Regions from separate parts of the Mus musculus genome. Here region 1 is linked to region 2. Evidence: chromatin contacts called from public HiChIP or PLAC-seq data. All regions are on one chromosome and are shown on one strand. Each heading gives the region's core, a stretch centred on a gene start, on an enhancer-like site or on the middle of the called end of the contact. The rest is flanking DNA. Distances are from core to core; before and after follow the strand shown.

Region 1 (4,321 bases), core at 706-3,205, 810 kb after region 2:
GTACAACTCTTGCAGCCAATGACTTCTGCTTTTTGGAATACAGGAATTCAATAGTTGTGCATTACTGATACATCCCAATATCATTTCATACTGTGAAAAATGTGCCCTTGGTGTCATGGGCATCGGGTAAGAGAGGTTCCAGTAACACTTTTTGGCTTTCCAAGGTCATCCATGAAGAGCAGCTGTAACTTCTAATTTCCTACCAGGATAAACTCACCCGACCATCACTTTCCTAAGAGAGATACAAAAGAAGAGTATATGGCCGCTTTGCTTTCAGTGCTGACAGCCACAAGCTATAATTTTGCTCTCCACAAGAGCTACCTCTTTGTTCTGGGAGTGCTGGCAGATCTCTTTGGTTTATAAAAGCATCTGGAAGCTATGCCCGGGCTCAGGTCACTTTGTTTTGTTCTATGATTTTCATCTCAGGAGACCAATTTGGGGTGACTCTTATATTAAGACTACTTCATGCAGGTTTGCTTACAGAAAAAAAAACACAGCTACATCAAAATACTTAATAATAGTAACAATAGCTACTATCATAATGAGTTTACCATACATGGTCAATGTCATGGGCTATGATACACATTAAAACTGTCTCTCATTGAGAACGTATCTTAATTCTAGAAGAGATCATCACAGTTGAGCATTTTTCTCCAAACAGATGATCCATGGAGTCTGAAAACTGTGCAACCTAACCAGTAAATTGATGGAGGGGTTGGAATTTCAGTCCAGTTCACCTTGAAGACTCTGTCAACAATTGGGATTTTCAAAGGCCAAAATGTCAAAATTTATTTTCCTGTCGGAAAGATTCTAGAATAGATCTATAATTTTGGGTACTATTGCTGCTCACTTAGCAATTTTTTTTTAAAACAGTGTAGAGAATTAGAGGTCTGAACAGTGGCAAGAGGCCACTGGGTCCCTCAGGAAAGAGATTGTCAGGAATAGAAGACAAGAAATTATTTCTAGGAGTGCAAAGAAGAGAAGAGACAATGAAAATGTAGACTCAGGATTTCTGCAGTGAAGACGGATAATACCATGAAGAGCCACATTAGAAATTGCCACTAAGTGAGGGAATCTTGTATGTGTGTGTATGTATGGAGTATGGACATGCCCATGTAGGTATGTATATGTAAGCATGAGGGTGTGTGTGTGTGTGTGTGTGTGTGTGTGTGTGTGTGTGTTTGAGTACACAAGTACACACATACATTTGGAGGCAAGTAGTCAATATCAGGTGTCTTCGTCAACTGCTCTGTTTGAAAGAGTGTCTTTCCCTGAACCCCAAGGTCACCAAGCTGGCTCAATGAGCTCCAGTCTCTACTGCCACCATAACCTGGGTACTTACACTTACACGGTAAGCACTTTACTCGCTGAGGCATATGCCCAGCCCTTAAGGGAATCTTAAAAAAATTTTTTTCATATGATGAAGGATGTGGGATCATGACCTTGCTTCCCATGTGCTATGACCCCTCTCCTCTAACAAATGCCCATAGCGCACTCCAATAGACAGGAGCTTCTTTCCTGCATTATTTCTTGTCTTTCCCACAACAGTCAACCTTGAGGAAATGCTATTTATCCTGTTATGTTAATAGGCTCCCCTCCCAATCAATTCGGAGCCAGCCCTTCTGCAGCTCCCTGGCACCTATTTACCTTCCCTATTTCTGCCATCTATTTAGATTCCTCTATTTTGCCTTCACATACGCTCTTAGGTTGCATCAAGTTTCAAAGCACACTTCTCCTTTTTTGTGTGTGGACTGACTGAGTTCAGAAGTCCTGATCACTCCTGCTTCTTTGTTTTTTCTCAAAGTATCCTTTTGCAAATTTCATCCTGGCAATCCAGATTTGTTTTAATTCTGCTCCAGTCTCTTTACTTATTCGCCAAGCATCACCCTGTCCAATGATAGGGTGCTTGACTAATATGTGCAAGGCCTTGGGGTTGATCCCCAGTGCCACAAGAAAATGGAAGAAAAGCATTAGCACGTCTCTCCTGGGACTTCAGTTTGTACTTCCTTTTTGCTAACTAGCTCCTTACACAGAGGCCTAAATAGATTCCCCACTCTAATTGTTCCTTGCAATAAGCAGTAAGAGAAAAGGAGGGTCCATGACCAGGGAGGAGATGACTCACATTAGCCTACGAGTTATCCTTCGTAAGTACTCTAAAGCTCACCAGAATGAAAGCACAATAATGCAATGTACCATGATGAATGTAGGAAATCAGTGGATATCTCTCCAATTAGTGTCTTTGCCTATAGATTTCAGTTCCTAAAGTGCTCTCAGGCAACATTCCTAGGGAGAGGACAAACCGTCGTGCATACCCAAGCTATGCCAAACACTCAGAAATCATGCAGATTCATAATCCACAGGCCAGGAGCAATTTTAAAACAATAAATCATGGTTATTTTTAAAACTTCCACATTTGCTTCTGACTATACAGATGACAGACATAATAAGTGAAATTAATCATGAATTTGATCTTTCCAAATTAGACCATGAAACTGACAAAGGAAATGATAGTTTCATTAAGACTTCTTATATAGTAGATATCATATTAAGTAATCTTGATTAAAAGCTAAAAATAAACATACAAATGCAGCTTATGAGAAAATTATCAACCGAAGGGCAGCACACATACGATTCAAGGATGTAGGTTGACAGTGATGTTGCAATAAGTTTCATTTCTCCTGAACATTTCTCACAACACAGTACTGTCTAACCCAGTGGTTCTCAGCCCTCATGTTGGAACCTTTTAATAGAGTTCCTCAGTTTGTAGTGATCCCCCCAACACTATAAAATTATTTTCATTGCTACTTCATAATTGTATTTCTGCTACTGTTATGAATCATATTTTATATATCTAATATGCAGGATATCTGATATGTGACTCCTGTGAAAGGGTCCTTATCCCCCCAAGGGGTCATGACCCACAGGTACACTTCCTATGGTAACACAGACCCAAATATATGAAGTTGATTCTTGGTCAATGCATCTGGAAATTGTGAAAATAAGCTAATAATTTAAAAAATTAATTTAAAAAAATTTAAAAAATAATTTAAAAAATCCAATAGAGTCAATTACACAACTTTAACTAAATGTTGAAAGACGCAGAGTACACAAAAACTGAAAGGACACAGTTTGAAAAACATATAAGTCCTAGTTCTTCGTAAGTATTCTTGATTAATATGAAATTGAGCTAACTTTAAACTTGCCTCAGAGCAAAGATTGAATGTGGTGCCAATGCTCACATGATCATTACAAAGGAAAAAAATAAAAGAAAGAAAGAAATTGTGGAAATTACATCCAATTATCATCTTCCTTTCACTGTAATGTATAACAATAGTTAAGAGAATTTAAAGTCATCCCTTTTTTTTTCTTTTTTCTTTTTTTTTAAAATTCCCTAGCATGACATAAGTCTTCATGCAGGAATCCTGTCACTTGATTTGCGCCTTCTTTACCACCTCTTCAGGAGGCTCTGATGGCATTTACTGTTTCGAAGCTGAGATAAATGTTCAGTGGAAAGTTCCATTTGGGTGGGCTTCTACTAACCTGGGAATACACAGAAAAGGAGACGACTCATGCTTTTTGAGGCAAGCCCCACCTTATCCACACAGAATCTTGTGAACCTGGAGCACCAGTGAATCAACACATCCCAGATTTGTATTTACTGAGGAACCGTGTTACCAAACTTGCTTCTTAGATCATGACGGAAGCCCCTGTACCTCTGTGGCTTCAACTGAGTCACAGAGAGGAAGCCTGCACCACAGTTGTGTCCCCCTTCCCCCTTGCCCTTGGAAACAGCAATACTGAAAAATAATAATTTTACCTTTTTTTTTCATCTTTCAAACTATGCTCAGAAGGTACACATGTAATTCTAACACACGCTCTTAAGACAGACTGGGTGATAGGTGAACTTTTCTCAGAAGAGGAAACAGAAGTTTAGAGTGATTTAAATAATCTGCACATGAGTGCAGAGAGGGGAAAGAGTCGGAATGACCCGGAGGCACCCACCTCACGCGGCCTCCTCTAATTACTTATTTCATTTTCTTGGAGTCTGCTTTCCAAAATGAAAACCACATCTTAGGATAATACTTAAGGTTGGATTGGACAATTCTCTCCTCAGTAGAAGAGAAAGCCTGTGGAAATAGATATCCCTATCCTAGGCTGACCAAAACCAAGCAACTGTAGCAGGAAACTCCCTAGTGCCTTCCACAGAAGAAAGCTAATCACTGTATGACTGATCTTAATTAAATTTGAATGCATTGCTACTGAATGCTTCGGGAAAACACCAGGTCCTTATTGGCTGCTTCTCCCCTGGTACTCAGTAGCA
Region 2 (4,722 bases), core at 2,081-4,580:
TGTTTGGGCTGCTGGTAGTCCTGGGTTCTATAAGAAAACAGGCTGAGCAAGCCATGTGGAGCAAGCCAGTAAGCAACACCCTTCCATGGCCTCTGCATCAGTTCCTGCCTCCAGATTTCTGCTCTGACTTCCCTCAGTGGTGGCCTGTTACCTGGAAGTATAAGCTGAAATAAACCCTGTCCCTCTAAGTTGCATTGATCATGGCATTTTATCGTAGCAATAGTAACCCTAACTAGGATACCAGGTAATCCACTTCCCCATCATCATAGCCCCAGAGCTGGATGATATTTCTTGGCCTCTTATGAAAGTTCAAGAAAACTAAAGACAAAATACTTAGCAGAATAGGAGAGATGATATATGCTGTTCCCAGGCATGACCCATCATGCAATGCTCCATCATCTCTCTACTGTCACCATCTCAGATCTGATCAGCATAATGACTGATGAGCACTGGGAGCCATGAAGTATTAGAAGGCTGAGTTTATATAGCCACACCCACTCTGGGCTTCAGGCATGTGGAGAATGACTTCCTAACCATGCTACATATTTGGGCATTATCTGTCATCGCAATGGACATGACCATAACTACCAACATTCAATTAGTTGGCAACTGTGGTCCTATAGCTTCAGCATGTCTCTGCCTCCCTTAAACAACAACAACAACAACACCAAAAAACCAACAAACATAGCCGCCATTTCATCGTGAACTTTCAACAATTCTTCAAGTACAAGATGATTGGCAGGATGCCAGGCTAATGCCATCTCTCTCATCTATTCTCAACCAGTTGCTCGTGAATTTCACTTAGCTATCTCCCTCTGTGAATATTGAATAATGAATTTACTGTTGAACACAACGCGGAGATGGACTGTATTCAATAGCAGCCCCCTTTCCCTGCAGGACAATCTTGGGGAAGTTCTTCACCTCACATCCGGGCAGTCTCTAAGCTTGAAGCCTCTTTCACAGAGGAAGTTTCCATTGTATCGCCTGTGGATGGCTTATGGCGGCACTGCTTAGGCACGATCTACTTACTGCCTGGTACACCTTGCCTGGAGACGTGTGTGTGTGTGTGTGTGTGTGTGTGTGTGTGTGTGTGTGTACAGTTCCACATGTGCCTGTTCTTATAACCAGGCATACTGAATAAAAGTACCAGCTTCCTATGAACAATGCTTCACACTTTCCACGGTCATCCTCTAAAACATTTATCTTTTTGTGTGCCAACTAACTTTCCTGTAAAGGAGTTATCTACCTGTAGTCAGCCAGAACGAGCCAAACAATTCTTGGCAGAAACAAATCAATACAAGACAACTCTACAAAGTTTATGGCACATGGAATTTTGCAAGCCTACAAGTAAAAGAAACAAAGATAATATTTCCCATAGGGCATCTAGACACTCGAATTCATCAGCTAAGCACAGACTTACCTCCCAGACAACCTGGTGACATTTAAGTCACTTCTATGCATGAAGGGTTTCTCACAAGCACCATGAAGCTTCCCAGCTAGCTAGCTGCCTAAGGACTGTCTATCGCAGTCCTCATGCCACAGAGGAAATCCTGTCACTTGCCTGTATTTTTCAGGAGGGTGGGGGGAGTCTGGGCTCCTCATCTACAGAACCACCCTCAGCCACAGTCTCCTCCAGACCACTTGACAGATACAGTGAGGCCTTTCTGGCCCATGGATCCAGAAACATCAGTGGCTTCTCTGGTTCTCTAGATCACAGACCACTTCAGTAGACTCCTTTTATAAGAGACATAGAAGGAGGAGATTTCAGCATGGGCTACTCAACAATTCAATCCACACTCACCACTACCCAGTCTGACCTGCCAAACACCTCATTAGTGTCATTAATTTTGTCCGTTTATGACTGACACAGGGATGGACTGAGGGCAAGATGAAGGTCGTAGGATCAAGTCTGCTCTGGTGAGGGAATACTGATTAGCACAATGCATGATAATAAAAAGCAAAACAGCTCCATGGAACCCTCACCGTATTCTGAGTGCACACACCTGTATGGATTCATGTGTTTTTGTGTGGTATACATGAAGGTGTGTGCAGCTGTGCCTGGCCATGTGTCCAAGTGTAAAGGTCAAAGATCAATATTAGATGTCCTCCTCTATTGCTTGTTGGTTTATTTTTTTGATATGGAGTCTCTTATTGAGCCTCAAACTTAACCATATCCACTAGAACAGGTAGTCAGCTAGGGATCGGCCTATCTGCCTGCTGAATTCTGTGATGATAAACACACATTGCAGATTTTACATGGATACTGGGGACCCAAACTCAGATCCTTCCACTTGTGCAGCAAGCACTTTACTGACAGAGCCATCTGTTCAGCTCCTTCACTGTTGCTTTGGTACCCTCTAGAACATTCTGTGGTTGCTTCTCTTCTGCCACTATGATATGCCACTGTTCTTGGTTAACTTGAACACAGATGTGTTTCAACATGAGACCCTCCAAGGTTGACATCTGTCCTGTCCATACACCAGTAATGTAATGAATGTAAGTGACAGGATTGTCATTCAGTTTCTGGATGTTATGGGTGGGGCACATACATCATCAAGAGCCAATTTGTAGAATCACTTCTACTTTTGATAGATTCCTCTTCAGGATGATGGGAGTAAATAGAGACTGGTAGGGTGGGGGTCATAGATTGGTCGTATATCTACAGGGAATGGATGAGAACTGTATGTAAGCCAAAGGGTCCAATCACCAGTAGGAAGCAGGCAGGGAGGTCTGTTGTAAAACTGTACCCAGACTTGACATATGGAGAGTAAAAGGTAACAGTAATGAGAAAGGGGAGTCCCAACACATCCCTGATCTTGACTTGGATTTAAGTCCCTGCATTTTCTAGTTCTTTCAGTGAGAAATGGGGCAGACACGATCCCTCCCAACAAAAAAGGAAACCTCTGACTGTGTGTACTTTCCACCTGTGCAAACAGAGCACAGAGGAGAGTACTTGACATGGGCTGCACAGCAATGACACGTGGAGCGGGGATTTAAACCCAATTTCATCTGACTCCCAAAGTGTCTTCCTGCCCAGCAACATGCTGACCTCTTATCGGAGCCATCTTGCTTTGTGGCAGAAAACAGGGACTCAAAATAAAGTATTCCCTCCACAGGGACATATGGTTCTAGTCCCTTCGACCCATCAGCACCTGAACAAGCTGCTCTGTACATCTAAGACTCATGGTTTCTTACTATGAACTCTGACCCACTCGCACCTTACTGTTAAGGGTCCTTAAGGTTCATCAAAGTCAAGTACAAAACAAAGTCAAGTACAAAACGTGCCTAGAAGCACTTGACATACTGATCATCAGCAGTCTTTCACTTCCTTCTTCTGCTTCAAGCTTCTTTTCAGCTCCTCTAAGTAAGGCAGGCACAGTAAAAAGGAACTCAGAAGGCCATGACAGGCTTGTTGGTTCCCACATGACACATAAGACACACACAACTAGAACAAGCAAAGAGGAACATGAAATCATAACTTAACCAGCACACAGACAAAACGTGTGCTTACCTTGCAGAAAAAAAAAATGTAGTCAAATAAGCAACAGAAACCTGTAGGAACAACTGTGTTTTCAGCCCTTCAACTATGTTGAATTAATTCACATTTGTATGATCAGCACCTTGATATTCATAATTTATCACCTTGCTGTACAGGAATAGGTTTATTATGAATATCTGAGCACCTTTGGCCAGTCTTCTAAACTGTTATCTCTTCCAGTATGTCGTACTAAGAAACTAACATAGATTTGGCAGTAGATGATGTGAATCTCTTAGCAGATTAATTTCAGAAAGAAAATTCATGTCTTCAGAAAGGAAACTCTTTCTATAATTAAGTTAGCCACCACACCAAACCTCCATGGCATCTTCTAAGCCATCATCAGAGCAACAACTCAGATACAGGCAACATAAAACTCAAGAGTGTTGTATTCAGTCTCAAATGGCTGAGTACCAGAAAAGCCCAAAGACAACTCTATCAACTACAGCAGAAAATGCATGTCTGATCTGGGAATACCTGCGAGTCAAACATTCTTAGAACTCTTGCGCATTTAGGGAGTCCAAACATAATTCAGTGACCATGTGTTCTAAATACATTTAACACAGCTTTGAAAATGGTTAGGGAAACACATTTCATGAGTTGGGGAGATGATCCTGAGTCAACCGTTGGCTACAGAAGCACAAGGAGAAGAGTTCAGATTCCCAGAACCCTCTTCAAAGTCCTGGGAGGTGTGGTTCATATGTAACCTCAGCACATACTCAGGAGGTACATACAGGGTATCGCTGGGGCAAGCTGGCCAGCCCGATGAGCCACTACCAGGTTCAGTGGCAGACCCCACCGCAATAAAGTGGAGAGCCATAGAGATGCTTCTGTTGACCTGAGGCCGATCAGAGGGAATGCTGCCTACTGAGCATCACAGGATAAAAGACGAGAGAGAAAGGATGCCGAATCCACAGATCAAGTGACACATGAGGTCAGAGACACACAGAATAGGAATTCTGGGGAAGTCAAAGAACGCACTTATGCCACTCTGGCAAACACAATCCAAAACTATGACCGTGTCCCCTTAGACTCCAGTCCTACCACTGTGTACAGCACCCACCTAAGATGACATTCTCCACACTGTCCTCACGGCACCCAAGAGCTGGTTACTGCCATGCTCAACTCTCAAAGCTGGGGCTTAGGAATGCTTAGAAAACCTAGCTATGTTCTGCTGCTTGCAACCA

Evidence for each region. HiChIP or PLAC-seq counts read pairs in DNA pulled down with a chosen protein or histone mark.
Region 1: a contact with region 2 is called in an H3K27ac HiChIP or PLAC-seq map of microglia, with 4 times the contacts expected there. The contact joins two enhancer-like sites.

The regions. Positions count from the first base shown.
Region 1 is chr1:80,657,951-80,662,271 of GRCm38.p6, forward strand. The region is part of intron 1 of Dock10 (dedicator of cytokinesis 10); the gene reads right to left. Among named protein-coding and RNA genes, the nearest start is that of Dock10, 98 kb to the right of the region's middle. Within about 2 kb of position 1,956, at least 61 of the 459 cell types and tissues checked have an H3K27ac peak or open chromatin away from gene starts, as enhancers often do. A contact at or near this core is called in microglia, where this site is marked.
Region 2 is chr1:79,845,516-79,850,237 of GRCm38.p6, forward strand. All of the region lies in intron 1 of Serpine2 (serine (or cysteine) peptidase inhibitor, clade E, member 2), which reads right to left. Among named protein-coding and RNA genes, the nearest start is that of Serpine2, 11 kb to the right of the region's middle. Within about 2 kb of position 3,331, at least 31 of the 459 cell types and tissues checked have an H3K27ac peak or open chromatin away from gene starts, as enhancers often do. A contact at or near this core is called in microglia, where this site is marked.